2 separate regions of the Mus musculus genome follow, and region 1 is linked to region 2. The links are chromatin contacts, called in public Micro-C maps. All regions are on one chromosome and are shown on one strand. The core of a region is the stretch at or near the end of the contact, and the rest is flanking DNA. Distances in the headings are between cores, read along the strand shown. Region 1 holds the start of Lef1 (lymphoid enhancer binding factor 1). Region 2 holds the start of Neurog2 (neurogenin 2).

Region 1 (2,740 bases), core at 222-2,721, 3.5 Mb after region 2:
ATATATATATATATATATATATATATATATATCCACCTCCTAGCCAGCTCCCAAACTGGTAGTTATCAGTAAGCAAAGTTTTAAATGCTGACTTAAAGAACTGTTAAAGTCTACAATGCCCAATAGCCCACACTTTCACCTTTAAAAGAGAGCTCTTGTCCTAAGCGTTCTTATGTAATGAAACCAACACACGATTCGTTGGAGTCTTATTTTCCATTTAAGTAAGATGGAGATACAATTCTTCCTGTTTACTGCTCCCAGGTTCTACAGATGGCTGCCTCACTGGTCTAATGATTTTGCCTGAATATTTGACTTGAGGGGAGGGGTTGAGAGCTAAAAGACAATGTGTTTCCAAACTTAAGCCCCACTTACACAGTGACTTTCACAAAGCGTCGCCCTTAAAAGTCCTGTCCAAAATGCACCAAGGAGACAGTGGGAACCGGAGAATTTTTGAGGTTTGATTCGTATTTACATCCATCCTTTAAAGGTCCCTTTCAGCGGAGTCTCCAGGATGTCAGCAACTGCCCAGTGCTGCCTGCCTCTCCTAGGTTGTTCTTCTCCCTCCTTTTGGGATGTATTTTCCTTTTTCTACGAGGTCTCTACACGCTGAGTCGAGAATCTCCAAAAACCCACGTTCATTCGGTGATAAAGGCACAATGAATGTGATAGCGTAGAAGCGATATTTAAGGCTCAGTCTTCATCCACACCCTTCTTACTGATCCTTCCCCCCTGGTAAGCCTGGAGATTTTATTTTCGCTAGGGTGGTGTGCCCTTGTCTCCGAAGTGTGTGTGATTCACGGTTAGTAGAGTCACAACTCTTCTGTTTGCCTTTGCTGAATCTCTTCTCTCTGGTTAGGTGAGCAATGTGTTACATTTTCTCCTTTTCCTTCCCCTAGTCCCTAATTCTCGCCTTATTCCCTCTGTCAGAGCATCTATCAATGTGGTGTCGACCACAGCGCCAGCGGCTTTCTCTTTCATCTTCCTCCCCTTGCCTGAGTGAGGGGGCTAGAGTGGGCGGCGGGAAGGAGGTTGAAGAAAGACTGGCAAAGGACTAGAAGTGAGGCGCCGGGGGCGGGGTGGGGTGGGGTCGGCAAGAGAAGAAGAGATGCTCAGATGATGAAGTTAAGCCATTCCCGTAGTTTCTCGTCAATTTTCACGTGGGCCACACTGTTCTTTGGGGTTGGGTTACACACAGCACCCAGTCTATCTTCAGGTTGTATGGTGTCGTCCCCCCCCCCCCAGGCATGAACAGGCGGGCGCAAACACATACGCACCCCCACGGCGCCCCCCCCCCCCAAGTATGACTCGTCCTTTGGGTGCTAGGAAATGAACTAGGGCTGGGGGGGGGGGGAGAGAACCTGGATCTCCTCCTCCTCCTAACAGACTCCCTCCTCCCCACCCCTCCAGCAGGCAGCCAAGGAGAGCAGGAGGCGGGGGAGGGGCGGGGGAGGAGAAGCGACGCAAGTGAATAGCTTTGCAGCGCCGGCTAGGCGCGGCGAGGAGAAGCGGTGGGAAGGCGCAACCGCTCACCTGCGGGGCAGCGCGCACCGGAGGGACCGGGCTGCGCTTTCGTGGGCCCTGGCATTCGGACATTCCCGGAGCCTTGCAAGCGGCTACGCTCCGGGTGTTCCCCGGCCGGTCTGCCCGGAGGAGCCGAGGGGCCACCGGCAGCTCTTTGCTTTGACCGAGGGGAGGCGGGGAGAGAGGCGAGCCAGGCAGAAACTCGAGCCGGGAACAAAGAGGGATCGGGCTCGAGTGTGTGTGTGTGTGTGTGTGTGTGTGTGTGTGTGTAAGTGTGTGTATCGGCCCGAGCTGCGGGCTGGAACATTTGGGCCCGAAGCTCCTGCTGTGACTCCCCAAGACTCCGCCGTGCCAGCCACCGCCGATTCCCAGCGCTCATCATCACAAACTTTATTCTTGGCAAACTTCTCTTTTTCTCCCCTCCTCCTCCGCCCCTCCCCCTCCAGCAGATTAAATGCTCCTCCAGAAGGAAAACCGAAGCGAAAGGGAAGGAAAGAAGCTCTAACGCGGACGTCTGCAGCCCGGTGGCTCTTTATTGTTTACTCTGAAGGAAGTGGACTTTTCGGTATTTTCTGATTCTTCTCGTACCTCCGCTGGGGCAAAGGGAGCCTCTTGGCCCAGCTCTCCTCTTCTCAAAAACAAAACAAAACAAAACCCCAAATCACCGAAATCAGCATCCGAGGAATCCGTGGAGAGGTTTTGCACGGTGACGCACCACGGGACCCTCGTTTGCACTTTGGCAAGTCGTGTCCCCTCCGGAACCGGTGTCCTCGAAGCACAGACCCCAGCAACGAGTGCGGCGTGGGGTGGCCACCCAGCCCTGGCAGCCTAGCCTAGTGCACGCGGAGCGGCGTAGACGCTCTCAGAGGCGCCGGCGGCTGCCGCCCTCGCAGTCTGGTGCCCTTCGCCCCAGGGCCGGGCGCCGGCGTCCTTCTAAGTGGGAAAGCGCGGCAATCGCAGAGGCTCCTGCAGCTGCTCCAGCCGTGGGCCCCTCGCTTGCCCACCCGGCTTCCATTCACAGTCCTCCCGCACTCAGTCTTCCAACTCCCCCACCTCACATCGACCCTCCCTTCTTGCTGTCTCGGAGTGCTCCCGCAGCGGAGCGGAGATTACACAGCCGCCGGGATGCCCCAACTTTCCGGAGGAGGCGGCGGGGGGGACCCGGAACTCTGCGCCACCGATGAGATGATCCCCTTCAAGGACGAAGGCGATCCCCAGA
Region 2 (3,101 bases), core at 137-2,636:
GACACTCAGGACTCACTCACTTCTGGGACTCTGGTTCTGCGTCTAGTGGTAAAGGGGAGGGACAGACAGCAATTCAGAACAAGTTTCCTCTCAAGTCCAGCAGGGAGCTAGAGCTCCTTTCTATTTTTTTTCTCCCCATTGAAAAGGCAGAATTGGGAGGACAGGCCCTATGTCTCAACAACGCCCCCCAGAGCGGAGCAGAGGTCATACAAGTGTCAGAGTGATCCACTCGCTCCTAGGAGCAGTAGCACGCCTGCCTTTGCCACCCACACAGGAAGCCACCTTATAGTATCATCTGGCTCTAACCTGTTGTTGGTACCCATCCCCTTCCGCACCAGAAGCCCCCCAAATTACGTCAAGGCGTGAAGCCTCACTGTGTCTCAGGGAAAATGGGTGTGTCAAGTGAGTGCGTTTATTTTATTTTATTTTATTTTATTTTTTTTTAATGCTCATCAATTGCTCTCCGACCAATTTCCCCTTCTAGGGGACGTCTCTGTGAACTCCTAATGTTTCCCAAACAGTCATAGACACGTTTCTCTAGAACTCAGGCACACTCTCTCACAACGTGCCTCCTGTCTGGCACACGTACGTGACCCCTTCCTTTTCCTAATTAGACTAAGGTGTTTTAAAACCCGTTTTCTAGTTGATACGGCCCCAAAGAGGCTTTGCCGAGACATGGCCGGCAGCACCACCAGGCTGCCTTCTCCGGGATTCTGACTCTCACTAATTCAAGGCTCCGGTCGCCCGCCCGTGAGACCCCGGCTGAGACGGGCGGGACGCGTATGGAGGACTCGGGCGGGAGCAGTAGTCGGGGTGCCCCCCCCCCCCCCCGCCATGGGCCCCCAGCACTCGGGCCCCTAATGAGCTGCTGAAAGGGAGCGGGCTCCGGTGCGCGTGGCTCGCAGGCCTCCCGGAGTCCCGGGAACACTGATTGGCCAGCTGCGCCTCGCGACCTCCTTTCATTAATAAATTAGCGGCACGCTCCAGCCGAGCGCGAGCCACCAATCACAATAGACAGCGGCGGCGACAACAGCCGCAGCTTGAGCCACTGCCGCCGCCGCGGCTTCGGTAGCTTGGGCTGCAGCCTGGAGCGCCAACAGGAGCTTTAGAACCATTTTATGCTGATTAGATAAAGGGGGGACGGAGGGGCGGGGGTGATGGAGGAGGAGGATGGATGGCCAGGCCAGGGGAGGGGGAGAGGGACTAAAGAAAGGGAAAGAAATGAATGATGATAATACGATGAAAAGAATAAGCTGGGGAGGGAGAGCGGGGGACCAGGACAGGCGGAGGAGGAGAGGGCGGGGGAAGGGTAGGTGAGGAGGGGGCCCCGGGGCAGATCTGATTGTTTTCTTGGTGGTATATAAGGGGTTTTAAGGAGAGTCGTGTGCCAGACACGCAGCCACTGAACCACAAGCAGCTCGGCTTTAACTGGAGTGCCTTGGAGTCGCGTGCCAGCAGCCACACGGCCAGGGACTGACTGACAGACAACCACGCACGAGAACGACAACACACGAGACTCGGGCGAGCTGCCGCGGTCGTCCGGGCTCTTGGCAAAGTCGCCCAGCCGAGAGGCCCCCCCGCGGAGGTGCGCCTAGGAAGCGCCAAGCCCGCGGCGCGGAGGACACCGTGCTCGGTTCCGGGCTGCGGGGACATTCCCGGACACACACCGGAGCAGCAGCTGCGCCGCGACACATCTGGAGCCGCGTAGGTAAGTGTGCATGCCGCGGCTCTCCACTTCGCAGGCAGTGTCCCCACGCAGGCTCACGCCGCCCACGCTAACTCCATCGCTCTAGACGCAGTGACTTCTGTGACCGGCAGAAGGTGGCTCGAGCCCGGGGCGCTCCTCCCCAGCTCTGTCCTCGCCATCTTCGCGAATGCACATTGAGGGAGATGGAGGGGGGGGGGGCGGGGCGCGGCGCCAGCGACACTTTACCCTGTCCATTCTGGGAATAAATTTCATCTGCCTCTTCTTTCTCAGGATGTTCGTCAAATCTGAGACTCTGGAGTTGAAGGAGGAAGAGGAGGTACTGATGCTGCTGGGCTCGGCTTCCCCGGCCTCGGCGACCCTGACCCCGATGTCCTCCAGCGCGGACGAGGAGGAGGACGAGGAGCTGCGCCGGCCGGGCTCCGCGCGTGGGCAGCGTGGAGCGGAAGCCGGGCAGGGGGTGCAGGGCAGTCCGGCGTCGGGTGCCGGGGGTTGCCGGCCAGGGCGGCTGCTGGGCCTGATGCACGAGTGCAAGCGTCGCCCGTCGCGCTCACGGGCCGTCTCCCGAGGTGCCAAGACGGCGGAGACGGTGCAGCGCATCAAGAAGACCCGCAGGCTCAAGGCCAACAACCGCGAGCGCAACCGCATGCACAACCTAAACGCCGCGCTGGACGCGCTGCGCGAGGTGCTGCCCACCTTCCCCGAGGATGCCAAGCTCACGAAGATCGAGACGCTGCGCTTCGCCCACAATTACATCTGGGCGCTCACCGAGACTCTGCGCCTGGCGGACCACTGCGCCGGCGCCGGTGGCCTCCAGGGGGCGCTCTTCACGGAGGCGGTGCTCCTGAGCCCGGGAGCTGCGCTCGGCGCCAGCGGGGACAGCCCTTCTCCACCTTCCTCCTGGAGCTGCACCAACAGCCCGGCGTCATCCTCCAACTCCACGTCCCCATACAGCTGCACTTTATCGCCCGCTAGCCCCGGGTCAGACGTGGACTACTGGCAGCCCCCACCTCCGGAGAAGCATCGTTATGCGCCTCACCTGCCCCTCGCCAGGGACTGTATCTAGAGCTGCGGGTCTCCCTCTCTCGTCCTCTACCCGGCCCTCTTCCCATCCTTCTCCCGCCCCTCACCCTCCACGCCCCGGACTCCACTTCACAGAGCAGAGGTGGCCCTTGCAATCCCCTCGGCGGCTGGTGCATTCGGGGGTGGAGACCAGCTCTGGTTTATTGAAGATGTGAGGATTTATGGTCAAAGAGGACTATGGCGTGTGGGAGTGGGGGCTGGCGTGGGGAACCTCGTAAGACTGTAAAAGACACTGAGAAAAAGTACCATAACTAACGAGTGTGCAGAGCAGACTGACGCTCCTCCCCTCTCTCAGAGCTGCTGGAGGAGAACT

Evidence for each region. Hi-C and Micro-C count contacts between places; a contact is called where the count stands out from the background.
Region 1: a Micro-C map of embryonic stem cells shows a contact between it and region 2, with 13 times the contacts expected there. The contact joins the promoter of Lef1 here to the promoter of Neurog2 in region 2. A contact is called at or near these places in 1 of 39 promoter capture datasets (hippocampal neurons) and 9 of 484 Hi-C or Micro-C datasets (cerebellum and embryonic stem cells).

Annotation. Positions count from the first base shown.
Region 1 is chr3:131,108,826-131,111,565 of GRCm38.p6, forward strand. Lef1 (lymphoid enhancer binding factor 1) reads left to right here and starts at 1,472. Exons shown (of 12, transcript NM_010703.4): 1 at 1,472-2,740. The coding sequence starts at 2,647.
Region 2 is chr3:127,631,750-127,634,850 of GRCm38.p6, forward strand. Neurog2 (neurogenin 2) reads left to right here and starts at 1,387. Exons shown (of 2, transcript NM_009718.3): 1 at 1,387-1,708; 2 at 1,979-3,101. The coding sequence starts at 1,980. The coding sequence ends at 2,771.